6 separate regions of the Sus scrofa genome follow, and all the other regions are linked to region 1. The links are chromatin contacts, called in public Hi-C, HiChIP or PLAC-seq and promoter capture Hi-C maps. All regions are on one chromosome and are shown on one strand. Each heading gives the region's core, a stretch centred on a gene start, on an enhancer-like site or on the middle of the called end of the contact. The rest is flanking DNA. Distances are from core to core; before and after follow the strand shown. Region 1 holds the start of NUBP1 (nucleotide binding protein 1). Region 2 holds the start of C3H16orf72 (UPF0472 protein C16orf72 homolog). Region 3 holds the start of PMM2 (phosphomannomutase 2). Region 4 holds the start of GSPT1 (eukaryotic peptide chain release factor GTP-binding subunit ERF3A). Region 5 has its middle 35 kb from the start of C3H16orf72. Region 6 holds the start of USP7 (ubiquitin specific peptidase 7).

What was found. Promoter capture Hi-C pulls out the DNA fragments that hold promoters and counts their contacts. Hi-C and Micro-C count contacts between places; a contact is called where the count stands out from the background. HiChIP or PLAC-seq counts read pairs in DNA pulled down with a chosen protein or histone mark.
Region 2: a promoter capture Hi-C map of liver shows a contact between it and region 1, with 18 times the contacts expected there. The contact joins the promoter of C3H16orf72 here to the promoter of NUBP1 in region 1. A contact is called at or near these places in 2 of 5 promoter capture datasets (fetal skeletal muscle and liver), 2 of 47 Hi-C or Micro-C datasets (heart right ventricle and liver) and 2 of 2 datasets of contacts at active chromatin or transcription factors (alveolar macrophages and skeletal muscle).
Region 3: a contact with region 1 is called in an H3K27ac HiChIP or PLAC-seq map of skeletal muscle, with 17 times the contacts expected there. The contact joins the promoter of PMM2 here to the promoter of NUBP1 in region 1. A contact is called at or near these places in 2 of 5 promoter capture datasets (fetal skeletal muscle and liver), 6 of 47 Hi-C or Micro-C datasets (embryonic fibroblasts, heart right ventricle, liver and 3 more) and 2 of 2 datasets of contacts at active chromatin or transcription factors (alveolar macrophages and skeletal muscle).
Region 4: a promoter capture Hi-C map of liver shows a contact between it and region 1, with 10 times the contacts expected there. The contact joins the promoter of GSPT1 here to the promoter of NUBP1 in region 1. A contact is called at or near these places in 1 of 5 promoter capture datasets (liver) and 1 of 2 datasets of contacts at active chromatin or transcription factors (alveolar macrophages).
Region 5: a contact with region 1 is called in a Hi-C map of embryonic fibroblasts, with 6 times the contacts expected there. The contact joins the enhancer-like site here to the promoter of NUBP1 in region 1. A contact is called at or near these places in 2 of 5 promoter capture datasets (both in liver), 20 of 47 Hi-C or Micro-C datasets (alveolar macrophages, blood, embryonic fibroblasts and 12 more) and 2 of 2 datasets of contacts at active chromatin or transcription factors (alveolar macrophages and skeletal muscle).
Region 6: a Hi-C map of embryonic fibroblasts shows a contact between it and region 1, with 2.1 times the contacts expected there. The contact joins the promoter of USP7 here to the promoter of NUBP1 in region 1. A contact is called at or near these places in 1 of 5 promoter capture datasets (liver) and 1 of 47 Hi-C or Micro-C datasets (embryonic fibroblasts).

What each region holds. Positions count from the first base shown.
Region 1 is chr3:32,329,582-32,333,967 of Sscrofa11.1, forward strand. It overlaps NUBP1 (nucleotide binding protein 1), which reads right to left and starts at 2,221. Exons shown (of 11, transcript NM_001243382.1): 1 at 2,166-2,221; 2 at 1,977-2,081; 3 at 283-416. The coding sequence starts at 2,184.
Region 2 is chr3:33,653,577-33,657,891 of Sscrofa11.1, forward strand. C3H16orf72 (UPF0472 protein C16orf72 homolog) reads right to left here and starts at 1,762. Exons shown (of 4, transcript XM_003354616.4): 1 at 1,070-1,762; 2 at 322-402. The coding sequence starts at 1,295.
Region 3 is chr3:33,890,757-33,895,282 of Sscrofa11.1, forward strand. PMM2 (phosphomannomutase 2) reads right to left here and starts at 1,716. Exons shown (of 8, transcript XM_021086654.1): 1 at 1,561-1,716. The coding sequence starts at 1,626. It overlaps TMEM186 (transmembrane protein 186), which reads left to right and starts at 1,759. Exons shown (of 2, transcript XM_003124605.4): 1 at 1,759-1,893; 2 at 2,913-4,526. The coding sequence starts at 1,891. The coding sequence ends at 3,548.
Region 4 is chr3:31,233,842-31,238,427 of Sscrofa11.1, forward strand. It overlaps GSPT1 (eukaryotic peptide chain release factor GTP-binding subunit ERF3A), which reads left to right and starts at 3,314. Exons shown (of 15, transcript XM_021086589.1): 1 at 3,314-4,009. The coding sequence starts at 3,652. It overlaps LOC102166437 (a long non-coding RNA gene), which reads right to left and starts at 3,525. Exons shown (of 2, transcript XR_002342422.1): 1 at 2,959-3,525; 2 at 828-1,405.
Region 5 is chr3:33,618,357-33,622,624 of Sscrofa11.1, forward strand. No RefSeq gene overlaps it. Among named protein-coding and RNA genes, the nearest start is that of C3H16orf72, 35 kb to the right of the region's middle. Within about 2 kb of position 1,690, at least 21 of the 83 cell types and tissues checked have an H3K27ac peak or open chromatin away from gene starts, as enhancers often do. A contact at or near this core is called in alveolar macrophages, embryonic fibroblasts, omental adipose tissue and 3 more, where this site is marked.
Region 6 is chr3:33,751,252-33,755,678 of Sscrofa11.1, forward strand. USP7 (ubiquitin specific peptidase 7) reads left to right here and starts at 3,106. Exons shown (of 31, transcript NM_001135680.1): 1 at 3,106-3,271. The coding sequence starts at 3,190.

The DNA of each region.
Region 1 (4,386 bases), core at 971-3,470:
GATTTGGCCACGAGCTATAGTTTGCAGACCCTTGGCCTAAAAAAAGACCGACGGGGGTTAATAGAAAAAGGTCTGAACTTAAATCGTCTGCAGGCCAAGAGAAACGGACACTTGCCACCCACGACCATGGCTGCAGACCTTGATGAAATCCTTCATTCTGCTGCTTGACTGCTACACTTCCTCCTTCTCTCCCCAGAGGTCTCTTCAACGGACTCTCACTCCCTGCGAGCCATGCTGAGCCCTCAGACAGGAGCTGCTCCCAGCCTTCCCGGAGGGGCCTACCTGCGTGTTCTCATCCTCCGCTAGGCCGTGGGCCAGGTGGGCGCTGAAGGTGCTTTTCCCCACGCCGCCTTTCCCAGACAGCACCAAGATCTTGTGTTTCACGGTCTTCATTTTCTCTTTGATTTCCTCTATGGCTGCAAAGAAAGCAATTCAGAGGGCCAAGCCCCCCCACTCAGTCTCCACTCTTCCAATGGGCTGGAAGGAGCTAAGTTCTCGGGCTATTTCAAGGGATTGGGCGTGAAACAGCACCTCTCCAATGGCAGTAACAGTGCTACCAAAAAAATGCTACTGGCCCCTCTCATATTTCCTTACTTATTGCTCCAAGGCAGAGCTATAGATACAGCAGTGATTCCCAACCTGGGGCAGACCCCACCAGGGTACGTCTCTTCGTTGTCACAGAAAGGATGTGCTGCTGGCGTGTAGTGACTAGAGGCCACGGATGCTGCTCAGTGTCCTGCGGTGTTCAGGGCAGATGCCCCATAGCAAAGATTTACCCAGCCCTGAACGCCAGTAGTGCCAAGACTGAGAAATTGACAAATTGCAGGCACTTAATCAGTACCTGTCACAGATGACTATCATTTACTATGCTTTCATTATCTCATCCCATTTCAAATCCTAAACACAATGCTTGATTTTTTCTTTCTTTTTTTTTTTTTGTCCTTTTTAGGGCCCCACCCGTGACATATGCAAGTTCCCAGGCTAGGGGTCGAATTGGAGATGCAGCTGCCAGCCTGCACCACAGCCACATCAACTCGGGATCCAAGCCATGTCTGCGACAGACACCTCAGCTCATGGCAACGCCAGGTCCGCAACCAACTGAGCAAGGTCAGGGAACAAACCAGCGTCCTCATGGATACTAGTCGGATTTGTTTCCGATGAGCCATGACAGAAACTCCTATTTTTTTCTCCATTTTTGATGAGGGAATGGAGGCTCAAAAAGGTTAAGACTGTTGCACAGTCACACTATGTGCAGTGGTCCCAAGAATCAAACCCGCGTCTCTCTTTGAATTCCTTCAAAATTCTTCCCCTAGCCTGCTTTTTAAGATCTCAGTAGGCTCTCACTCTTCAGTTTCTCTTTCGCAGTATTTACTACTGTGCTGATGTGGTTACTGTGGGTCTCCCCTATTAAACACACTTTCCCTAGTGATCTCATCTACCTCTTTCACAACTGATTCCCCAGCATGGAGCACCGCGCCTTCAAGTGATTGACACGTACTTTTGTTGAATTAATGGAAGAATCGCTCCTCAAAAGAAGGAAAAGTTTGTCCAAAGAGAGCAGCTGGTGAAGCTAAGATTTAAGCCCTAACTACCCAACTTCAATCACTCCCGGTTCCTTGGGGTGACCGCCTCCTCCCGACCACTTCTAGTTACTGTCACTCAAACCTCTGGCCCCACCCACCCCTCACCGGCAGCCCTGCTAAAACCCCTCTGGATTCCACCCAGACAAGGTATCAGAAGCCATCCGCCCAATGTTCCCCGCCTTTAAAGTGCCCCGCCCCTCTGGGTCTCGCTCCTGTCACTCATTCCTAAAGCCCCGCCCCTTACTCTGAAGACGCTTCCTCGTTTCGCCTCCCTGGGCCCTGCCCCTGTCACTCAACCTTCAGGTCCCCAACCCATAACCACCCCCACCCACACGCCCCGCCTCTTCCGGGACAGCGATGTCCCCTTCCTGTTCAAGTCGCGCCCTTGCTTACCCGGGTCCGGCGCGGCACCAGCTCCAGAAGCGCATAGCCGCTGGTTCGGACACCCCTGACATGAAGCCCCTCGACCCGCCTGGGCACTGCCGGTCCCGGGACAGTCTGCACGGAGAAAAGATCACCATTCAAGTGGCTCCTGTCTTGTCAGTCCCGCCACTCCCCCAACCCCCGCTTCCGCGCGCTCACCGTGCGGTACCTCCTCCATTCTGCTGCTTTGGACGCCTCTGCGGTCACCGGAAACTGCCGTTGCGTATTTCCGCCTCGAGGCGCCCAATCTGATCCTCCAGCTGCGCGAAATAAATCTCAGCGAGAGGGCGTGTGTACCGCAAATCCTGTGGTCGGGAGCTTGAGGCGTTTCTGTTCCTTTTAAAATTGAGCTGCAGAGATCTATCCCAAGCACTTTAGTAGGTATCTCCTAGGAACAAAGGCGTTATCCTACATGACATCGGTGCCATTTTCATACCCGAGAGATTTGACATTGCTGCAAAATTGTTGGCACACTATTCATTTACTCGGCTGTTCCAAATAGGGCTCCACCCCCAAGTCGCACTTTATCTTTTGTTCGCTCCAATTTCTTTTGAAGAGCCCGCCGCCTCCGCCTCCTCCCACTCCCACTCCCCCGTTAGATTCAGGTTAAAGTTTTTAGCAGAATGTTCTTACCTTTGTATCACAGCAGAAGCACATAATGCCAATCAGTGGACGTCGTTATTGGTGATGTGAGGGCTTGATCACTTGATCAAGATGGTGTGTGTCCTCTTTCTCCAGGGAATGGTACCGTTTTCCATTTGTAATTAATAGAGACTCTCTGGGGGTGATCCATTAAGATCATGTGAATATCCTGTTCTCAATCAACCTTTCACTCAATGGTTTTAGCATCATTCTTACCTGGATGGGTTACATAGGTGTTTGCAAAATTGTGCTTTTTCTCAGTTCTGTCATTATCTATTATCTGAGTTAATTAACTGCCATTCCTCAGTAAATAAGAGATTCCTCCCCGCCCTTTTTGAGACTCACGGACCTTTAAAATATTCTATATTTAATACATTATTCTCTCTGGTCAATTTCTTACTCCCCTCCGTCAGTTTAGCCCGTGAAGCCTAGTCAAGCCAGGTCCTGTGTTACGGACACTAATCCAACATCTTTGTGCTTGTTCTTTCCAACACAGTAAGACTGTGCAGGTTCCCCTTCTATTTGCTCCAGCTATTGCTCCAAGGACCCCCTCGTTGCTTTTCCTGGAGAATGGTGTTTATTTTTTGTCTTGTTAGGGCTGCACACCCAGCACATGGAGGTTCCCGGGCTGCAGGTCGAATTGGAGCTGAAGCTGAGGGCACCAGAGCCATAGCAATGCCAGATCTGAGCCGTGTCTGTGACCTACACCACAGCTCACGGCAACACCGGATCCAAGAATGGTGTTTAGAAATCAAAATGTGGATACTCAGTGTGCTCATTACTACTGGCGTGTCACTGCTTACAGGTTTGGGACAAATTTTAAAGAGTGAACAAACGTCCTCCTGCCTCAGGCATTAAGGATATAGAAACTCATTTTATTTTTTGGCTGCACCTGTGGAAGTTCCTGGGCCAGGGGTGGAACCTACACAACAGTGACCCAAACCTGATGATCAGTGATGATGCCTGATCCTTAACTGCTGGCCACTGGGGAACTCCCAGAAACTCATTACACAGGAATGTTATCAGTTGCCTATTACTGCCTCTAACTACAAGCTAGCACATGCTGAGTGGTTACTCTTTGCCAGCTGGTATCGAGTACTTGTATGTGAATTGCCTTACGCTTTTCAACAATCCTATTCTGTAGTGCTACTATCTCCATTTTTGGAGATGAGAAAACTGTCCCTCACAATGGCTAAACTACTTCCCTAAGGTCACACAGCCAATAGCGAGGGAGCCAGACTAATGAACTCAGGTTGCACTCTCATCCGCAACACATGGTGTTAATGATACCCAACTGACCCGGTTCCCATCTTCCTGGAGCCCAGCCTGGTTGGGACACCAGAGGAGGAAGCATGACATAATGGTGTGATAAATGCTATGATAGCAGAGGACCAGGGTGACAGGGGTCAGGGAGGATTTCCTGAAGGCTGAGCATGCAACACCCAGGTGGGGACAGGGTGGGGTGGGGGCTAGCAGCATTTCAGCATGAGCAGAGCCTGGCCGTCAGAGGCATTCCCTTAGGAGGCAGGGAGGACTGGAATCTCCGTTTTGCAGGTGAGAAGACGGAGCCACAGAGAATGACTTGCCCAAGGTCTTAGGGCCAGTTGGATACTGAGCCAGGATTCCGATGGCCTGGCATAGGGCTGAGACTCTTCATCTCTATGCTATACATAGGGAGGCAGGATGCAAATGCTTCTCCTTTCTCTGAGGACACTGAGGCTCAGAGAGATTAAGTGAT
Region 2 (4,315 bases), core at 512-3,011, 1.3 Mb after region 1:
GACGTGGGAGTGGGGAGGCTGTTTCAGCACCACAGGATATTCAGCAGCCTCCTCTAAATGATGACACCCACAAATGCCCCCAGACATTGCCAAATGTCGCCGAGGGGGGACAAATGCCCCCTAGCTGAGAATCGGCTATCTAGGTATATACCACCACCGGTATTCTCTAGTTGCAAGCTATTAATGGCTGGATTCAGGAGCAGAAAACACTCCTCGACCCGGGGCCAGGTCAAGGTGGCCAATGCCCTCGGAACGCCGTACTTATCCCCTGACTCAGGCTGCCCTTCCCCTTAGTCGGCAATGCAGCAAGGTTAGCGTTACCTTTGTAGAGGTTGGTGACAGCGGTGGCTGCGTTTTGGAAGGGGACCCAGAGAGAAAGTCCTGGCTGCTGACACACTCGGTCTGAAAGACGACAAAAAGAGAAAAAAAAAAAAAAAAAGAAAGAAAGAAATGCACAAAGACGGGGCGAGGGGGGAGGGGGGAGAGAGAGAGAAAGCAATGTTATTTGGGCGTCAATCACTCCGGAACGGCCATATTAGGTTTCGCCATTTTGTTCAAGGTTTTCGGGATCCCGCACTGGGTCGGGGGCCGGCAGGAAGGGGGTCGCGGCGGGCGGCCAGGGGGGGACGCGGGACGCGGGGCGCAGCCGGGGCCCAGGCGCGGCGGTGGGAGGCGCCCCCTCAAAGTCCCCGCCCCGAGACCGGCTCCGGCACAATAGGCCGCCCCGGAGCCTCCCTTCGCCATTTTGTGACCGGGGGCCCCTCCCCTCCCCTCACAGGCCCCGGGCGCCCGGCGGCCCGGCCCCAGAAGCGAGGGGCCCCCCGGGCGGCCCCCAACGCAGGAGCCCCCAGCGCCCGCCCCGGGCCACCCCCCGGGCGCCTCCCGACGGCCCGCCTCCCGCGACGCCATCTTGCGGGGAGGGGGCGGCAGGGCCGCGACGCGACGGCCGGAGCCTCGGAGACCGCCCAACCCCACCGCCAACCCCGGACTCTCCGCCGACCGCCCGACAGCCGGGCCCTAGGCGGCGGCGACGGGGGCGACGGCGCAAGATGGCGGCAGCAGCCCTCACCTTTGTAGAGCTGGGCCACGGCGGTGGCCGAGTTCTGGAAGAGGTGCCACAGTTTCTGCTGCTTGTGCTCGGGCTGCGCGGCGGCCGCCGCCTCCTCCTGCAGCTCGGGGGGCAGCTGCTCGTCCTGCTCCGCCTCGGCCAGGCACTGCCGCTCCCACTTGGAAAACCAGTGCTCGGGCCCGTGCTCCTGGATCTCGGCCTCGCCCTCCTCTTTCCGCTCCTCCATCCTCCGCGGCCTCCCGCGGCCTCGCCGCCGCCGCCGCGTCCTCCTCAGGCGGGGCTCCCGCGGGAGCGTCGTCGTCGAGCGGCCCGGTGGCGGGGCCCAGCGGCCGGCGGCGGCTCCTCGCGGCGACCCAGACCTCCTGCACCCCGACGGCCTGCGAGCCCCGCCCCGCGGCCCCGCGCTGTCCGGGACGACCCCCGCCCCGAGTCTCCCTACCCCCGGGCCCCGCCGAAGGTCGCCGCGGACCGGATGATCGCCGCCGCCCCTCGCCTCGCCGGCCTGAGCCGGTCTACCACCACGCCATAGCGCCGCGGCCTCTCTAGGGCCGCCGCCGCAGACCACCGAGACCTCCGCGAAGCCCGGCCTGCGCCACCGAGCCCACCCCGAAGACTGAGGAACGTCTTCGTCGTCGCCGCCGCCGTCGACGCCTCTGCGGCTGCTGGTCACCGCCCTCCCCCGCCCACATGCTGACTGGGGAAGCACCGCCCACTCGGCCCCGGCTCCCCTGCCCAGTTGGGGCGCGCCCACTCCGAGAGCCCCCATTGGTCCGATCCGACCGGTTCCGCGTGCCGTCCCCTGAATATAGAGCCGTGATTGGCTCGTAGGCCTGTCCGCCTGACGTAACCAGTGGGCGGGGGAAAGGGAGTGAAAGTCAGGAAGGATGAAGACTGGGACAGAGGGGAGGAGCTGACAGTGGTTGCGTCGGAGCCAACCGAGGTGGGGAGGATAGAGAAATGCGCATGCGCGCTAGTTGCAGCCGCAGCTGCCAGGCGGCGTGCGGGGGTCACGTGACCTGGCCCCGCGGCCGCACCCCGAGGGGGCTTTTCCGGCGCTTCCGAGGCCCCGGGGGACGCAAAGTCTAGTCCAGCTACTGGGCCCCTGGGACTGAGGGATGTAGTGGGTGACAGCCTCCTACGCCAGACTCTTGGGCTTCCAAAGAGAAGAGGGAAGTGAAGAAGGTGAATGAACTTGCGAAGCGAGTCTTCGTTTATTTCAGAGACCAATTTCCTAGATTAGCAAGTTGAGCCTTGGAGTCCACAAAAAAACTTCTAAGTGGCTAGGCCGGCGGGCCGCCACCACTCACGCGGCTCGCTTCTCGTTGCGTCCAGGGGGCTCTTGCGCCCGCCCCCCACCCTGACCCGTCCCTTGACTAGACCTCTGCGGCCGCGCAGCCGACTCACAAAGCCGAAAATAAACCTCGGCAGGAGAGCTGTGCCTCGGCCAGGCTGCGTCTGTGCCTTCGTGAAGTTGGCGGCCCCCGCACCTGTCCCAAAAAGCACACTCCTGGGCCATGTGCTGCAGCCTGCGTCACGCGCCAGCCCCCGCCTCCTCCGGCCGGGAATCCTCGTGGCCGCGCCAAGTGGGAGGCCGGGTTTCCAGGGGGTTAGTTCTGCGCCGATTTCTCAATCACCTGCCGTGTGCGATCTCCGCATCACCCGGGCTGCGCGCCTCCTGTGGACCAGGCGCCGAGCTGCGCGCTGTGGTCACCAGGCTGGGGACGTCCCAGGGGCTCAAGGTCTGGAGAGGAAGAAGCCACGTAAAGGGGCGATGACCGCACAGATGCAAAACTGGCCCTTAGACTCATACGCTGACGGCGGGGGTACGAGCCACGGGGGCTTGGATAAGTCCCAGGGGCTGCGAAAGCGCCCTTCTACAAAGCGGTTTGGCTGTAAAGCCATCACTTTTGGAAGAAAATCTGACCTCACTGTGGGCTACAAGTCCCGGCAGGATCTGGCCCCGCCGCCTCCTCTGCGTTCATCTGAACTCCACTCTCTGCTTGGCTAGGGCTGCCCAGCCACACTGCCCTTCTTTCTGCTTCGTCAGACCTCCAAGCTCTTCTCTGCTTCAAGGCCTTTGCCCTCGCAGTTTCCTCTCTCCTGCCTCGTCGTCATTCCTCAAGGTTTGGCTCAAATGGCCTGGAAGCAGAGAACGCTTGTCAGACCAGCTGCGTTAAAGTACCTCCCTCTACACTCTCCTGTGGCCTGGTTTTAGTTTTTCATAGCCCGCATTGCTCTCTGAAATGATTTACTTGTGTGCCTCCTCTCACCACAAAGTAAGTTCTTACAAGGCAAGGATCTTGGCAGTCTTGTTCTCTGTTGAATCTTAAGAGATTAGCAGAGGAGGAGTTCCCTTTGTGGCTCAGCAGGTCAAGAACCCAACTTAAAAAAAAAAAAAAAAAAAGAACCCAACTTAGTGTCCCTAAGGATTCGGCTTCTTTCCCTGTCCTCCGCCACTAGGTTAAGGATGCAACGTAGCAGCAAGCTGCTGCATAGGTTGTAGATGCAGCTGGGATCCAGTGTTTCTGCAGACCAGCCGCTGCAGCTCCAGTTGGACCCCTAGCTGTTGGAACTTCCATTTGCCCCTGGTGCAGCCCTGAAAAGAAAAAAAAAATTACTAGGAGAATTACCTGCTGTCCTATTGGATTAAGGACCCGCTGTTGTCACTGCTGTGGTATGGGTTCCAACCCTGACCAGGGAACTTACATTTGCCCTGGGCACAACCAAAAAAAAAAAAAAAAAAAAAAAATATATATATATATATATATATATATATCAGCAGTGTTTTTATAATAAACCATAATGGAATGGAATACTAAAAATATATATAACAATCACTTTACTGTAGAGCAGATATTAGCATTGTAAATCAACTATAATTCAATTTAAAAATAATAATAAAAATCAGTAGTGCTTAGAAAGAAAAGGGGATAAAGGCTATGGCAGAAAGGACATGCCAAGCAAAAGTGGGGGCTTTAGACCAACCTCAGTTCCTTAGTTCATCCGCTAGAATGGGAGGTAGCGGCAGGCAGGGCACCTTGTCCATTTGGTTAGAGGCACACAGCCTGGGTTTGTTTTGTACAGCTACTACAAAAACAATATATTGAGGGAGTTCTCTGGTAGCACAGTGGATTAAGGAACCAGCATTGTCACTGCAGCAGCTCTGGTCATTGCTGTGGCACAGATTCGGTCCCTGGCCTGGGAACTTCCACATGCCACAGGGACAGCCAAAAAAACCTGGGATTC
Region 3 (4,526 bases), core at 466-2,965, 1.6 Mb after region 1:
GCTTTAAGGGACTACATTGCAGGTTGCTTGGTGTTGTTATTCCATGCCTTATGCTTCTTTACTGTCCTGAACCACATGCGTAATAACCAGAACAGCCTCCAACCTTTTGGGCGGTGGAAGAAAATGGCCATCTTAGCAAACAACAACGCCCTGAGGCCCAGAGACTTGCACCAGATCTGCTGTGGGAAATCCAGATCACGTTTCACAGAGTCTCAGTTTCTTTATTTAAAATGAAATAACAACTATCCTACCTGGGATCAAAGAGGGAGAAAGGTCGACAGGGTCCAATGATATGTCAAAAGGCTTGGAAGTAAACCTAAGAGAGCACTCCGGCCAATGGGCCAATTAGAGCAGCAGTTTGTGTCCGTAATAAAGTTTTACTGGAACACAGCTGTGCTAGGTCCACATCTGGTCTATGGCTGCTTTTGGATTTAGGTTGAATAGTTACTACAGACCATATGGTCAGCAAACACGGAAGTATTTGCTATCTGGCCCTTTGCAAACAATGAACTGCTGACTTCGGCTCCAGGCCACTCTGAGTGTTTAACAACTTGCAAGTGTGCACTGATTACGGAGTCAAAAAGGGCCTGTGGAGAACTTACAACTGTGCATCATCAGTACATACAGAGCACCTGTGGCTCAGAAAAGTAAAATGATACATCTAAGGCCACACGCATTCAGTGAGGAATTCTGGAGCACACCAGTGCTACCACCCGACCCAAACGCAGCAGGGTAGAGAGAGACTGAGGCCATTTAGCGCCAGTCTCAAGTTCAAATGGCTGCTCTTCTAATGTGTGCAAAGGGTAGGTCAGGGTAAGCTTCATCACAACGGTTCATCTTGAGACCTATCCGTGCTCGTGGCAGCAAAATCTGGAAATGGAAAGCAAGTTTCCAGGAGTCCAAGAAGGTTCTCGGCAGGCAGCCTGTGGCAATCTAGGTTTCCTCTATCACCCCCTTCCACTGCAAGGCTAGAGCAGGGAGTGGCGGTGGCAGCGAATACTTACTGAGTATTATTGAGCACAGTCTACCGTATGTAAGATAACTTTCAAGAACTTAAATGATTTCATCCATTCATTCAAACATCACATGGAACAGGTAGACGCCCCATTTAAAGCCACAGATGCTGAGGCTCTGAGGTTAACTAACTTGCTCAAGTCACACAGCTGTCAAGCAGAGACTCTGCTAGGTCTGTTTGGCCTGGAAACCTATGTCTTTCATGTCAGGCTACAGGCGCAGACCACAGGTGATAGGTCTGAAGAGGGCACACAAGCTGGTAAACCCGGCTGATCCGGGATTCAAACCCAGGGGTGCTGATGAGAGTCCAGAACTGCGTTTTCCAATCAAAGTTCCTTGCTCTCAAGAGTTCCTAGCCTGTCCCTTCTCTCCGAGGACCCTGAAGTCTCGAAAAGCTGGTGAGAGCTTTCGTCTCATGACTCCAAGGAACCCAGAGTAAAGTTCAGCCCCTCCGTGGGAGGTAGGCGGTCCTTAGCCGCCCCAGGTCGCCTACCTGGACGGTCATTACACCCACCGGGGAGCCGTAGGGAGTTTTGCACCGCTTACCTGCCTGGGAGCGGTCAGAGTCCCGTCCACGTCGAAGAGGCAGAGCGCTGGGCCGGGAGCAGCCATGACCCCAGTTTCCACGTAAACCTTACACGACTTACTGGCACCTGGCACCCGGCCCGGAACTTCCGGGTCCGGCCCCCGTGCCGCAGGGCACGCCGGGAAGAGAATTCCCCTCCCGCAGTGCCCGAGACTAGCGTCGGCTTTGCTGGCTGGACTACAGATCCCAGAATGCAGCGCGCCCCCACGCTGTCCCATTAGGGCGGAGGACACGTTCTCGGAGATTCCCGGAACGCGAGGGACTCGCTTCCAGCTGCAGGCTGCGGGGCCATGGTAAGAAGGCAATTGGTGGCAAGAAAGGGAGGGGTCGTGCTTTGGGGGTCGGAGTCAGGCCCCGGGCAGGCCTGCGGACGCCTTAGGTTCTGATTCGGAGAATCCGGAGGAGGGACCTCCGACGTGGGTTCCCCGCCGTCCTATGCCCCCTAGGTCACGTGGGCCAACTAAAATTTAGCATTCACCGTGCATTACTGCATTTAAAGGCTTTAAAACTGTTACCTTCTTCAGTATGTTACGGATACCCACTTTGATAGAGAAACCAGGGCCCAGAGAGGTGGAGTAATTTGCCCAACGATCCACAGCCGGTGACTGTAGGAGCCAGGGTTGGAACCCAAAACTGGCTTCAAAGCTCAAAGCACCTTTCGGTGCAATATTCAAGGTGTAGAACTGTGCATCTAATAAAACCCTTGTGCTATGAGTTGACGCCTCCATCCCTTCCTCCTCCATTCTATCCCTTCCCTCAATCCAGGCCAAGAAAACAGCGTTTACGTTCTGCCCCCAAGATGACGCTTTTAACCTAACCGAGAATTCTACAGTTATTATGATGATTAGCTAGCGGATTTGTTCCCCACTGGGACACTGATTTAGTTTCCTGCTTGAGGAAGTGTTCACACAGGCCGTGGATCCGGTATCCAGCCAGAACCGGCCCTCCTTGGGTATGTGCTGAATGAATGAAGCCTGCGCCTACTTGAGCTGCCTGGAGGAAAGAGGTTGGGTTTGAAAGTTAGACTGCCCTACTCCCTGACTGTGTGTCTTTGGGTAAATTTCTCACCTTCTCTGGGCTTAGTTTCCTCAGTGGTAAAGTAGAAGCAGTGGTTCCTTTAGCACACAGCTTCCCTGACTATCACGTGAGGTAGAGGTAAAGCCTCTGATTTCAGCTTTCTTTCCATCTCTGGCAATCATGCTGACCTCACCAGGCTGGCAGGATCCTCTGTAGCAGATGTTTTGCATGTGGTCCTTGTGTGATTAGCTTGGCTGAGTTCCAGAGAGAAATGGTCTCCCTGTCTCCTTTCCAGGCTGCCCTGCTCCGAGCTGTGCTGTGGTCACCAAGGCAGGCTGCATGGGGAAGGCCTTTCCACAGGCTGTGGCGCTGCAGTGGGCAGGATCCTAGGAGGTGGGCGGGGAGCAGGCCTCTGCCATCCAAGAAGAACCCGCTGGGCACAGAGACTGAGAAATTTCAGATGGTGTACCGGTTTGATGCCATCAGGGTCTTCGGGTACCTCTCTCAGCTGAAGGTGGCACAGACAGCGTTGACAGTGGTGGCCCTGCCGCCTGGCATCTACTGGTACTCCCAGGGCCTCATGACCTTCAACTCCCTGTGCCTGGCAGGCGCAGTTGCCAGCTTCGCGCTGGCCATGTTGTGCTGGATGAGCCATTTCTTCCGGAGGCTGGTGGGCATCCTCTATGTGAATGAATCAGGCACGGTGCTGCGGGTGGCCCACCTGACCTTCTGGGGCCGGCGACAGGACACGTACTGCCCCGTGGCCGACGTGGTCCCCATGACAGAAAGCCACGATCGGCCTCAGGAGCTGTTTGTGCGGATCCGGCAGTACAGTGGGAAACAGACCTTCTATCTCACCCTACGCTACGGACGCATCCTGGACCGGGAGCGTTTCATGCAGGTGTTTGGGGCGCTGGACTCACTCAAGTGAAGGACTGGGAGCCAGGCCGCCTGGGTCTCCCGTAGGAAGGCTCAGGGAAGGGTGAGGCTGAAGTGGGGAAGTCAGGCAGCTGGAAACTGTCAGGACCCCAGGGACTTGTCTTCTGGAATTGAGAAATTCACAAGGTAGAAGCTAGCAACCAGGTTTAGGAAAGAGGCCCTGAGTGCAAATTCTTAACTGCACTTATGTATGACATTGACAACGGCCAGAAGTTTCTGTTAAGAGCCAGATCTTGGAGGAAGCTATGCCAGGCTCGTTCCAACAGTGCACTGCTGGGAAATCAAAGACAGAGAGGTGGGGGTGTGTCAGAAGACCTGGGTCCCTCCATTCTCAAATCCCTGTCCTGAGGCGGGTTATCAAGTCTCTCAGATTGTTCTCACATTTTGTAAAGTGGAAAAATCCTGTCTCCTGGGATGGGTGTGAAAATAAACGATATCACTTAGTGCAGAGTTGCTAGTGCTGCAAAAGGCTTCTATGCCTGTGCTGCGCCCCCTGGTGGCCCCAGATCCGAAGGGACTGGGATGAAGCCTGGAGGTGGGTCCTTGGCGCCAGCCCCTCAGGGCACAGGGTCTGGGGTGGGGGTGTCCTCCAAGCAAGTTCACATCCAGAGGTCTAGGGGCTCTCACATGGGCAGGCTCTGCAACGTGATAAAGTCAGATGAGTGATATGCTGGAGCCGTACTTTATAAACTAAAGCTAGCTATATGCAGTGCCCCTGGTAATTAGTAATATGTTTACTACATAATCTGTAACAAAGGGCAAGTCATGATCTTTATAATTCTGCCACTGAAAAGTCAAAAATCACTAGGATTTGTTTTGTGGCCTTCTAGTCTTTTTTAAGAACTGTAGTAAAACAAACATAAATGTATCCTTTCAACCATTTCAAAGTGTACAATAAGTGATATTAAGTACATTTACAGGGAGTTCCCGTCGTGGTGCAGTGGTTAACGAATCCCACTAGGAACCATGA
Region 4 (4,586 bases), core at 2,064-4,563, 1.1 Mb before region 1:
CCAGTTTGGAGCTGCTGCAAAAAAAGCTGGAAAGAAGAGCTTTTCCCACTTGTGCTCAAATTTCTGTAGAAAACAACTCGAGGAGTGGGACTGCTGCATCAGTGTCCACGCGTGACCACACATTTTCACCCACCAAAAGCCTGGAACAGCTGTGAGTTATTCTATCAGTCTCATGTTCAGAAGCCTAAAAGATAAACTCTGAGGTTAAAAAAACAAAGACGATGTACTTGTTCAACAGGTGCAAATGCTGAGACTGATTTAAAGGCAGAACAATTAAGGGTGGGAAGACCACAGAGAAAGAGAGAGAGAGAGAGAAGGAATGCCAGCAGGGGGATTTGCTTTGAAAGATAGACATTATCTGCAGTGAAGTGGCTCAGACCTTGAACAAGAATAGCTTTGCAAAGTAAAGCTGTTGTCAAGCTAACCTTGTGCTTCCATCACACAGAACAGCACGATGTCCTTGGAAAACTATTTCTTAACGTTGATAGTCCTGCATCTAAACCACCCCAAATGAGTATAAAAGGGCAGTATCGTCCCAAACTCCCTACTGATTCACTCATTTATTCATTCAAGAGTTTGTGTTTGTTTTTGTTTTTGTTTTTTCTAGGGCCACACCCATGGCATATGGAGGTTCCCAGGCTAGGGGTCGAATCAGAGCTGTAGCTGCCGGCCTATGCCAGAGCCACAGCCATGCCAGATCCGAGCTGCGTCAGTGACCTACACCACAGCTCAGGGCAACACCAGATCCTTAACCCACTGCGCAAGGCCAGGGATCAAACCCGCAACCTCCTGATTCCTAGTTGGATTCGTCAACCACTGAGACACGATGGGAATTCCCATTCACAATTTATTAAGCATGGTTTCTCTGCCAGGCATTATACCAGGCAATGGGGATATAAAGATGAATAAAAGATTCTGACCTCAAGTGCTCAAACTTAGCACAACAGTAATTAACAAGAAGAGCTTATTTCCTGCTTGCAGCTGTTTCTCAACCCTGGCAGGTCAAGGCTTTCAAAAACCAATAGAGTGGATGCTTTCCTGAACATCCATAACCATCCTATTCAGGGACAGGGAAGTTAACGACATCAACTTTTCTAAGCTGCAGTTTTAGCAGTTTCTTTGTCCCTAGAAGCACCAGGCACAAAGAAACTCGACTAATTTAATTAGATGTGAAGAACTAACCTATCGGGGTGATCACCCACTGCCCTCCATCCAGGCAAAAAGTCTTGAAGTTGGGGATCCAATGACAAAGGGCGGCAAGGTTCGCTATTTGAGTCAGCGGCTCGCCTTGGCACTTTCTTGGGAGCAGATTGGGGAGAGCAAATCTTGAGCGAGAAGGCAGTTGAAGCACTTTCAGACATGTGTTTTCTTCTTGTGAAGCTCATTCAATAGCGATGCAGGTCTCCTGTATAGGAAAAAAAGTCTGATTTTTATATCAATCATTGGGATATTCTCTCTCAATTTGAGGACAATCATTTAATATCAACATTATTTTTTTTTCCTTATTTTTATTTATTTTTTGGTCTTTTTTAGGGCCACACCCACAGCATATGGAGGTTCCCAGGCTAGAGGTCTAATCGGAGCTGTAGCTGCTGGTCCATGCCAGAGCCACAGCAACTCGGGATCCAAGCAGCGTCTGCAACCTGCATCTGTGACCTACACCACAAAACCCACTGAGCGGGGCCAGGGATAGAACCCACAACCTCATGGTTCCTACTCGGATTCATTAACCACTGAGCAACCTTGGAAACTCCAATATCAACTTTAAAGTGGGACATTCTTAAAGATGCAGCGAGGTCTTTAGAGAACCCTAATAATTGGCTGTAACCAGAACTTTGTATTAATGAGAGTTATACATCTTTTGTGTGTGTGGGGGGGTGGAATCAATGTCCAGAATATTTCCAGAGCAATGAACCACAGACCCATCTAGAAACTTAAAGTCAGCCTTGTTATAATGGATGTCTCCGGTTTAATATTAATTTAATATTAAACCCAATTTCAAACCACTTTAGAATATGATTATGTTTTCAAAGGTAACAGACAGCTCTGTTGTGATTTGTCTCATTAGGCTGAGTTCTTTTATCTTTAAAATAGATGTTTAAAATTAATACCTAGATTTAGGTTTTGGAGCTTAACATAAGGTTTTTAAGAAATATCTTTGTGTGTTCTCTGTACAGACTGTACTCTGTAATTTCTAGCAGATAAATGACACTCTGCTAGACTGGCCCTCTGTCTAGACTTCTAGCAGGAAAATATCAACAATATGTTTTTCTCTGTTTTGGGCTCCGTAACGGTGAATTACAGGAGAACTTAACAGGTATTAAGAACAAGGCTATTTTCCCACTTCAAGCAGTTGGGTCTAGGTTTTTATCTTTCACTTTTTCTCTTTTCCTGGGTTTACCGAACCGCGACCTGGCCGCATGAGACGCAGTCAATAAAGTACTAAGGCAAAACCTGAGCAAATCCTACCCTTCAAAAGAAAACCACTTCACCTAAGGGTGCAAACGAAGTTGGACGCACAAAAATAACCCTGTTAGTTGGCTACATCATGGAATACGGCAATCCTCTGTTTGGTTTGCAAAGCCCTTGGCAGGGAGGAGGAAGGGATGGAAAAGTTTGGGTGAAGGCTTTATGACTAGTCATACAGGCAGTGAGTCATTGTAAGTTTCCAGTTAATAATCCCCTCTGCCGAGGCAGAGCCTGGGCCCGAGCGCTTTACAAGCCACTCTACAGTTCAAGTTGTCATGTCTCACGGTTTTATGGTCTCGTCCACCAAGTGAATACAAAAAATGAAAGACACCCCGCGTCGTCTTTGAAATGTGGGGCAAATTCTGGCTGGGGGCGGGGAGGAGGAAGGTGGAAAGAAAGAGAACAAGGTAGGGAGGCTGTGAGGCAGGGAACACAGAGGGCTGGTGAAAAGAGAAGGAATTTTCAGGAGTTGAAAGCTTTTCTTTCCACCTTAGATCTGCTGTCCGTTTTCCCGCGTCCAGTGCGGAAGGACAGAGCGGACACCCCCGTGGGCTGAGAGACCTGCAGTCCGCGGCCCCGCGAGAAGTCGCGCCAGGGCTCGCTCCTACCCCGGCCCCCACCCGGTGACAGGTGGGGCCGCTGAGAGGTGACCAAACCTCCGCCTTCTCGCGCTGCCTGCCGGGAGACGGCGCCGCTTCCGGTTGCTCCCGGCCCCGAACTCCGACTCCCGTCGGCCCCCGGGAAAACCGCAGCGGGGTCGCGCGGGTGCTGCCGGAACTCGTAGTTCCGCCTTCGCCGCGACTCGTAGCCGGAAACGGGGCCGGCCGGAGCCGAAAACTACCGAGGCGAAGGTACGGGTGGCGGCGAGGGGTCAATTCGCACCAGGCGTGGGGTTGGCGCTGAGGCGGTCGGAGGTGGTTGGAGGTGGTTGGGGTTGGGTGGGAGGAGATCTGCTAGCACACACGAGGAGGGTTGAGCCGTTGCTGCCGCCGCGGTCGTCGTTGCGAGTGCGAAGCCGGGATTAAAGGTGCTGCCGCGACGACGCCGGAGATTGTGTAGTTAGCTCTCCCAGCCTCTCTGCCTCGCAGCTTCCCGGGCTCAGCGCGGCCTGCTCCACCCCGGCCCATCGCCCCCGCCTCCATTTCCCGCCCTCTCTTCACCACACACACGGCCCCCCCGATCATGGATCCGGGCAGTGGTGGCGGCGGCGGTGGCGGAGGAGGTGGGAGCAGCAGCGGCAGCAGCAGCAGCGACTCGGCACCGGATTGCTGGGACCAGGCGGACATGGAAGCCCCCGGACCGGGACCGTGCGGCGGCGCCGGCGGCCCTTTGGCAGCGGCGGCGGCCGAGGCCCAGCGTGAGCACCTCAGCGCGGCCTTCAGCCGGCAACTCAACGTCAACGCCAAGCCCTTCGTGCCCAACGTCCACGCCGCGGAGTTCGTGCCGTCCTTCCTGCGGGGCCCGGCCCAGCCGTCAGCACCCCCAGCTGGCGCCGCCGCCAACAACCACGGAGCCGGCAGCGGCGCGGGAGGCCCTTCGGGTAAAAGGCCGGGACGCCGCTCTTTCCTGGGTTGCGGGAGGAAGCCGGGCGGGGAGGACAGGAGCAGCCGGCCTGGGAGCCTGAGCCCACCTGGGATGGGGATCGGAGTGGGGTCGGGAGCGCGCCAGGCCAGAGGCGCGTGGTCGTGGGGCCAGGCGGCACGTGGGGAGCTGACAGCGGCGCCGGCTGTCCTGGGTGGGGCGCCCCGGGGCCAGGGTGGCGGCCTGCGCAGGGTGGCGGCGGTGGAGGGCCGGGCGGGGTGGGAGCAGCGTGCGGGGCACACCACTGGGGCCGAAGGCCCGAGACCCGCGGCCGGCCTCTTTTTCCGTGGGGCCCCACTTCCCCGCTGGAAGTGGGGACCGTATGGGACGGAGGGGGACCGCCGCTGGACAGTGCCACGAGGCCTAGAAATGAGGACAGATGGAGCCTAGGGTCGGTCGGGTGGTTGTCGAGAGCGCTGAGGGCTTGGGGAGGACGAATGCTGGAGTTTTCCCTTCACCTCGGTCTAGACGAGAGAGCGTCTCGCCGCGATTTCTGTTATTGAAACTGTAATTACGTTTTAAATATCTATGGCACG
Region 5 (4,268 bases), core at 440-2,939, 1.3 Mb after region 1:
AGGGTGAATCAGAGCTGCAGCTGCTGGTCTACACCACAGCCACAGCAACACCAGAACTGGAGCCACATTTCAGAGAGGCCAGGGATCGAACCCACATCATCCTCATCAACACCATGTCGGGTTCTAAACCCTCTAAGCCACATCGGGAACTCCCTACAAACTCCATGAAAACATGGATTGTATCTTGACCAGGTAAAGAAAGTAACACAGGAGGAGAGAGTCTAGACTTGAGAGAGAGAAAATTCCAAATTTGAGTCCCAGCTGGGTATCCTCAGACAAGTCACTCAACCTTTCTGAGCAGCAGCTTCTCCCATGGCAACACAGACACAGACACATGCCTTAGGGGTTGCAGCAACCTTGCCATGGGATATGCATGTAAAACACCCAAGAGAAATGGGGTTATCAGTATGACTAGCCCTTCATCTCCCTGTGGCCATAACACAAATTCCTGCAGGACTGGTGGACTTCCTGTTTGTTTTGGCCCACCCTGCTGCACTCAGAGAAGCCCAAGCCTGCTCTGCCCACAGCCATGTCTCCTGCCGAAAGCTAACAGAAGGATGACAGCCATAGCTGGGGCCTAGGAAGGGCTTCTGAGACAAAGCCCTGGAGGGCAGCCCTAAGGCACCACCAGAACCGGGGTGGTACAGTCTGGGAATGGGAGGGAGTTGGGGGGTCAGAGAGCAGGAGCCAAACCCTGAGAATAAGTAACTGCACATCACAGGTCACAGAGTCCCGAGTGTCTCAAGCCAGACCCCAAATCCAGGACTGGTGAGAGGGCCCATTTTATTTACTTATTTATTTATTGCTTTTTAGGGCCGCACCCACGGCATATGGAGGTGCCCAGGCTAGGGTGTTAAATCGGAGCTGTAGCTGCTGGTCTACACCACAGCCACAGCAACATCAGATCTGAGCCGCGTCTGCCACCTGCACCACAGCTCATGGCAATGCCGGATCCATGACCCACTGAGCGAGGCAAGGGATCGAACCTTCGTCCTTGTGATGCCGGTCAGATTTGTTTCCACTGAGCCATGACGGGAACTGAGGACCCATTTTAAAGGTGGGCAAGATGAGCCCCAGAAAGCTGAATAGCCGTTCTTAAAGGAGCTTGGAAAGGCATCCACCCATCGTCCCAGGAGCCCTGACCTACAGAAGGTGCTTAATTGGGCCACCAGCATGTGTTGAACTAAAGCTTCCTTAAGCAGCTGTGCACCCTGCAATTCACCTTCGTCACAGGCATGACAGCTTCACTCATGGATCTGACCCCATCAGCATCTGAGTGTACCACCTTGGACGAACAGGACTTCATGGAATTTTCACAGTCAGCGTAGGGTACCGTTACCCAGTTTAATAGCAGAGGCCCAGACCAAGCACCGAGCTCAACAGGATTAAGGAGTGAAGTCCTGGCAGAGCAGGTCCTTCCACAATGGCCCAACAACTGGATTGGGCACTGGGAGGTGGAAGAGGGTGGAAGAGAGTCTTTAGAGGAAAAGAGGCCCATGGGATCTGGCAGCAGACACCCCCCCCCCACCGCCCCCGGGCTCTCAAATCCTGACTCCCGATCTCTGGCCCCATGCATCAGCACCCCACTCACCACCAGGAATCCCCAGGACAAGCCCTGCCCTAGAAGGGCTGTCCCTTTAAGGCTCTGGTGGGCAGACCCAGCCTTTTCCATGGAGCTGACACAGTGCTGTTTCTCTGTCATCCAAATTCCAGGCCGAAACAGGAAGTGAGTCGCCACCGGAGAATGTGGGACTCCCAGCCTAAGGGACAGGCTCAAGGCCAATGCTGGGTCCCTACAGGGGTCAGGCCTTTGGGAGGGTCAGGCCTTTGCCAGGTGCATGGCTCTTGGGTGAAGGAACACCAGTATCTGCTTGCGTCACTAATAGTATGCAACTGAGAGACGTTCTCAAACTCAATCCAAGTTCATCCAAGTTGACCAGATCACACAGGGATCTTTCAGTCCCCATCCAGGCCCCCAAAATGAAAGCGTCAGGTAATCTACACGCTCATATTCCTGGGCGGTAGTTAACCCAGGCCATCCCCACTCTGCAAGAGGACACTGAGGCTCCAGTTAAGGTAATCTGCCCATGGTCCCAATCCTAGTGAATTTGATCCACCTGGACGTGGAATGCTCAGGCGCCTTCTACACAGGGCGGAAGCAGACAGATGTGGGTTCAGATCCTGGCTGAGGCACCACCTGAAGCTTCTGGTGCCTCTGTCTTATCTGTCAAATGGGGATCCCCTCATCCTATCAACAAGTATTTCCTCCCGGATGTCTGCTCGGTGGCAGGCACAGTGACAGGTAAAGGGCCCACGACACAGTCCAGGAAAGGCAGACGCAGCTCAAAAGTAAACCAGTAAATGAAATGACCACCGGATGAGAACAAGGGCTTGAGAGGATGGTGGGGAAGGGCCGCTGAGCTGAGTGAACACAAACCAGGAAGAATAAAGGGGCGGCCTTCGCCACCAATGGGTCAAAGGGAGGAAATCAAAATCCAGCACCCCTAAGACCTGGAGCAAAAGCTCATAAGGATGGGCCTCTGGGGAAGGGTCCAGTGCGGTGACCACCCCCACACCCCGCCCGGTACGACCTGCTAGGTCATGCCCAGGAAGGGGACGCCCAGGCCGCCACCTTCGGAGAACGCCAGCGCGGGTGACAGCACTGCGGCCTCGGGCCCTGGTCCTCCCTAGCCTGGGACAGAGCCGGCTCGCGGCCCAGAGCCTGGAAACGACCCCCCTGAGCCTTGAGGCCCCCACCCCCGGCGGCGTAAGCCCCTGTGAGGAGGAAACAAGCCCCAGCGGGGACGCGCTGGCCGCCTACCCTGTCGGCGCTCGGGCTTCCTGAGCTGGAGGCGCGCCCGCTGCGCGGGGCCTAGCGAGCGGGTTTAAAGCGGGGTTCACTGCGCAGCTCCGTCTCCCGCACGTCGGGTCCCAGGCGGCGCCGCTGGGCACAGCCCACCCCTTCCCTCCGTGGTGGTCCCTCGCCGACCCCTCCTCCCCAGAGCGCCCCCTCTGGCCTGGGGGCCTCGGCGGCCCTGCGGCCTCGCAGCAGCCGGGATGAGGCGCTTGGTGCTCACTGGAAGCCAGGGCCCCTTCCCGTGCGGCACCGCCTCATCCCGCCCTCACCAACAAGCCCCTCACCAGCGGGAAACCGAGGCCTGGGTGGGTGAGTGGGTGACTGGCCACGAGGTTCCAGGCGCCCCGCACACGCGCCGGGCAGCGGCCACCCAAGTCTCACTCTTCCTCATCCGGAAAGTGCAGCTGGCGGACCTGCCTACGAGGAGCTTTTCGTTGCAATATTCATGACTAACACAAGGTCCACATCTGTAGGGGCGGGTGAGGGAAGAGCTCTAACCTATTTTAACTGAAAACAAAAATGCAGTTGAAAGCGCTTGTGACCTTTTATATAGTTTCTCGAGAACACATATATTCAAGTACATGCGTAGCAATTCTTTTTCATGTGCACCCAGTCACTCTGGATGAGGTAGGGAGGCTTAGGGTCTGCAGGGATGGGAGGAGGTGCACTCCACCCTCATTTTCTGGAATGCTCTTCCAAACTGAGTTAATGCAATGGCTGGCATTGCTCGGGGACCAGAGTCCTTTGTTTTCTGCTGTTTTCATCAGCCTTGGCCCTGCTTCCCTCATGGTCGCAGGCCACACAACTCCAGGCTCAACTACACACAGGATGACATCCAGGAGACATTTCACCTTGAACTTTTTCGTACTATTTTTCTAAGTGCACGTATTATGGATGTACAATGTACACTGAGGTGGAGTTCTCTCGTGGTCTAGCAGGTTAAGGACCCAGCATTATCACTGCTGCAGTGCAGGTTCAACCCTGGCCCAGGGAACTTCCACATGCCAGTGTGGCCAAAAACAAAAACAAACTAAACAGAGCTAACCAGGTAGTAGCACTTAGGATCCACTTTTACTTTATCCTTTAATTTACCTTCTTTACAAAGAGAAACAGAATCCCCACCCGAGACCTTTGGATTCAGTGTGGAGGTGGGTCGTTCAGGAACCTGTTTTGATTTTTGGTTTGTTTTTTCTAGGGTGCACCCGAGGCTTGTGGAAGTTCCCAGGCTAGAGGTTGAATCAGAGCAATAGCTGCGATCCTTCGCCACAGCCACAGCGACCACACCACAGCTCACGGCACTGTGGGATCCTTAACCCACTGAGCGAACTCAGGATGAATGTGTGTGTGTATGTGTGTGCGGTGTGTGTGTGTGTGTGTGTGTGTCTTTTCTAGGGCTGCTTCCCGCGGCATA
Region 6 (4,427 bases), core at 1,856-4,355, 1.4 Mb after region 1:
TTTACTTCCAAACCTTTTGCTCCCTCAGACTTCTCTCCCCATGTTAGTAATTGGCATCACCCATCATTCACCCAGTTGCTCAATCCAGAAATCTAAGAATGCTGTTTGATTCTCCTCTTCTCCCTCCCACCCAACTCCAACCAGTTTGACCTGCCAACATTTCTACATCTCTACCTGCTCCCCGACGCCCCCCTGCCTCCAGCTCCAGCCCAGTCCGTCTCCATCTCTTGTGTAGACTATGAGCAGCTTCCAGTCTGGTCTTCCTCACTCATTCTCATCTTTTGCAAGATACTCTTTCTAAATTAGATTTATTGTGATCTGACTCTCATACCATATCCTTTACCATTTAAAGTGAGCAATTCAAGGAGTTCCCGTGTGGCACAGTGGTTAACGAACACGACTAGGATCCACGAGGTTGCAGGTTCGATCCCTGACCTTGCTCAGTGGGCTAAGGATCCGGCACTGCCGTGAGCTGTGGTGTAGGTCCCAGATGCAGCTTGGATCTTGAGTTGCTGTGGCTGTGGCGTAGGCCGGCGGCTACAGTTCCGATTAGCCCCCTAGACTGTGAATCTCCATGTGCCGCAGGAGCAGCCCTAGAAAAGGCAAAAAGACGAAAAATAAATAAAGTGAACAATTAAATAGTTTTTAGTATATCTGCCAAGTTGTGCAACCATCATCAGAATCAGATTTAGGATATTTTCATCCCTTCCATCTCTATAGATTGATTTTTCTGCTCTGTACATTTCATGTAATTGGAATCATGTAGAAGGTCTTTTCTGTCTGGCTTCTTTCACCCAGCTGGCCTGTTTTCAGGCTTCATCCAGTCTTTTTTTTTTTTTTTTTGCTTTTTCAGGCCACACCCAAGGCATATGAAGGTTCACAGGCTAGGGATCTAATCAGAGCTACAGCTGCCGGCCCACTACGCCACAGCCACATCAGATCTGAGCCTGGTCTGTGACCAGGATGGAACCCGAAACCTCATGGTTCCTAGTAGGATTTATTTCCACTGCGCCATGATGGGAACTCCCATCCATTCTTCTTTATTGCCAAACAGTATCTTCTTGGATGGGGATACCACATTTAATGTATCCATCATGCAAGGTGTTCTTTTTACTAATCCCTGGGTTGGTTTTGAACCCAGCAAGATAAGGTTGGCCAGTGTGGAACGTGATAGGCACGTTTATCACTGCCTGCCACCCTTTCCTCTGCCAGAGCAGTCCTTGCCCTCCCCCAAGTCTCTAGAGGTGGAGAGAAGGATTCCTTTGCATCTGAGAACTGTTCATTAGCATTTGTGAGAATCTGGGTGAATAACAACGCCTCTTCAGAATCTGGGGGTGACCCAGGGGCTGGGATTGACTGGTTCCTGGGGAAAAAACTCCTTCTCTCTCAGTTTGCCCACTGCTTTGGTCTAGGAAGAAATGCACTGGTGGGAAACCAGTTCAAGTCTATGAAATGCTTGGGGGGTGGGGGTGGGGTTCTACTCTAGCCACATTTGAATCCTGTGTTCCTTCCACAAATATGTATTGAGTACTTGCTATGCACCAGGCATTTGGGATACCACAGTGAACAAAACATTCTTTCGTGGCTAGGGAGATGGGCAGTGCATAAACTGGAGAAAGATTCAAGGATGAGAGACGGGAGATGGAAAGTGGGACAGGAATCACGATTTCCTGGTCAGTTAAGGTCACTCAGAGGTACCGATATGTAGGTGCATGTGCTTTTCCTCTATTCTCTTCTCCATCCACACTTCCTTGGTTATCCTCAGAATGTTGAGACCCTAGTCACCAGTGTCTCAAGGATCACAAGAGACAGGACAGAATGAAGGAGGCCCTGGGTGAACGGTCTTAGCCAGGACGGGCTGATAGAAAGGGAATCAATGAATGCCACATGAAGAACTTTTTAGTTTGGTTTTGAGGGACTAAAACCAATCTGGTTTCTGGTTTGGGCAATAGTGAGAAAAGTGCTCCCACGAGAGGTGCAGGGTGAGTAAGTTGCAGGCCGGTTAACGGGGGTAAATGGTAGGAGTGCCAGCGAGTGCTGATCGGTGCTGACCGCTCGCTCCTACCCGGGCCCTCTTCTAAAGAGGCGCCGGGCGGTATCAGCTACCTGCCCTGGGTCACACGGCTGCGGGGCAGGGTTTCGGGCCCTGCCCCGACGGCCACTCGCGCGGGCTTTCCGGGTGACCAGATGCCCGGGCGGGGCAGATGCTGGGCCACTCGCCCCCCGAGGGCTGGGGGACCCGTCGCCCACATCGGAGCGCACCGGGCCCGGCCGCGCCGCGAGGCTCGGGCGGGCACCGAGGGCGGGCGCCCGGCGAGAGGCCGAGACGGGCCGGGCGGCGCGGGGCGCGGGGGGCGCGGCGCTGCGGGCCGGGGCAGGCGGGCCGGCGGGCGGGCGGGCCCAGGCGGCGGCGGCGGGCGGGCCGCTCCCTGCACCGCCTCCCCGCTCCGCCCTCCCGCTCCCGCTCCGCCCTCCAGCTCGGAGCTCGCCCGCCCGCTCCCTGCGCCGCCCGCCCGCTCTCCTCGCTCGCTCGCTCGCTCGCTCTCGGGCCCCCCATGCGGATGTGACATTTCACGCCGCCGCCATTTTGAGAGCGAGCCGAGTCGAGCCGCCGGGCGCCGCGTCCGCTGCCGGAGTCCCGACGACGACGCCGAGGAGGCGGAGGCCGCAGAGCCCCGAGCGCGGCTGGTCCGTCGCCCGCCCGCGCCGCCGCCGCTCCCGCCAGCCCCAGGCCCCGCAGGCCCGCCGCGGCCGGCCAGGCCTCTCGCCCGCCGCGCCCGGCCCGAGGCGGGGCTGACTCCGCGGCCCCCGCCCGGCCGCCCTCCGCCCCCGGCCGGCCCGCGGCCCCGCAGCCCCGGCCCCGGCGGCGGGAGGCGGGCCCCGCGGCGGCGGCGGCGGCGGCGGCGGCCGCAGCGAGCGAGGAGGCCGCCCGGCCAGGCCCGCCGGCCGCCCGCCCGCCTCGGCGCCGAGATTGGGCGAATCGCGAGCAAGTACGTGCGCGTCTCCCTGCCGCCGCCGCCCGCCGCGGGCCGCCCCGGGGCCGCCGCTGCCGACGACGCGCGGGAGGAGGAGGAGGAGGCCGCCCCGCCGCCGCCGCCGCCGCCGCCGCCCCGGCTCGCCGCCGCCGCCCGCCCGCCGGGCCCGCAGCCCGGGCTCCCGGCCGCAGGCGAGGCCCAGGCCGCGGCCGACATGAACCACCAGCAACAGCAGCAGCAGCAGCAGAAAGCGGGCGAGCAGCAGCTCAGCGAGCCCGAGGACATGGAGATGGAAGGTGAGCCCCGCGGGCTGGCCGCGGCGGGGCCGGGAGCGCCTTCCATTGTAGCCGGGGGGAGCCGCAGGAGCCACGCGAGGGGCTCGCCATCTTTAACCAGGCCCCGGGCGGCCGCGGGCCTCGGCCTGGCCGTCCCGACCCGGTCGGCCCGGCCGGGGCGAGGCTGCACCGTCATGCCGGGCCCGCGGGCGGGGGGCGGCCGCCGGCCCCCCGCCTGGCGCATTGTCCGGCCCGCGGGACCCGGGCGGCCTCGCCGGCACAAAGCGCCCAGAGCCCAGAGTTGTAAATGAGGGCGCTCCGGCCGCGGAGGGACGCAGGGCTTTGGGGGCTGCTGGCGGCCGCCGCGCGCCGGGGTCGGGAACCGGGTTCCGGGGACCGTGCCACTGACGGGACGTCGCGGGGGCCTGGCTCTGGCCGGGAGGGTCGGGGCCCTGGAAACCTCCCTGGGCTCGGGCCTCGCCCCCACCTGCTCCCGTGCGCTCCCCCGGAGAGCCCCCCGGGGCTTCGAAGCGGTTCCCGGGTCGATCGCTCTGTAACAGCACTTGCTAGCGTTGGGCTTCATTTTGAAACACCTGCAAGGGACGCGGATGTTGTCAGCCTCCCGACGGGCCCAGAGTTCTGAGCCAGGCGCTCTTCGTTTCAGAGTTACCTGTTTTTCAGGGAGTTTGGTACCTGGCTGTTGGTGCAGTCAGCCTCGGGCCAGGTGTGGGTTTGAAACTACGTGAAAGCTCCCCTCCCCCCAACTACCTATATCCGAATTCAGCTCGACTCCGAAGGTAACTTTTAATTTTCTGCCCCTGTGCCAGCAGCTTTCCAGGGTACCGCACTTTTGAGATACTAGGTCTTGGTAATGAAGGTTTGATGTAGAGGCCCTGGATAGGAAAGGGTCTTGGGCTTACAGGCTCAAGCAGAGGTGGTCACTGGAAGGCATCTGTTTGTCATGGCCCCACGTATTTCAAAGGGCAAAGTCTAGGGAGCCTTAAAAGAGAATTTTTACCCATTTCTAGGAGGGCCGACAGGCAGGAGTTAAAAGGGGGCACCTGGGTGAATGGGGCGTTGAATGTTCCTGTTCTGCTTTGAGCAAGAGATCTTGGGTTGCGTAAGTGTGTGGGGCGCTAAGGAAGCTCAGGTAAAGCAGCATTTGTCCTTTGGGGTG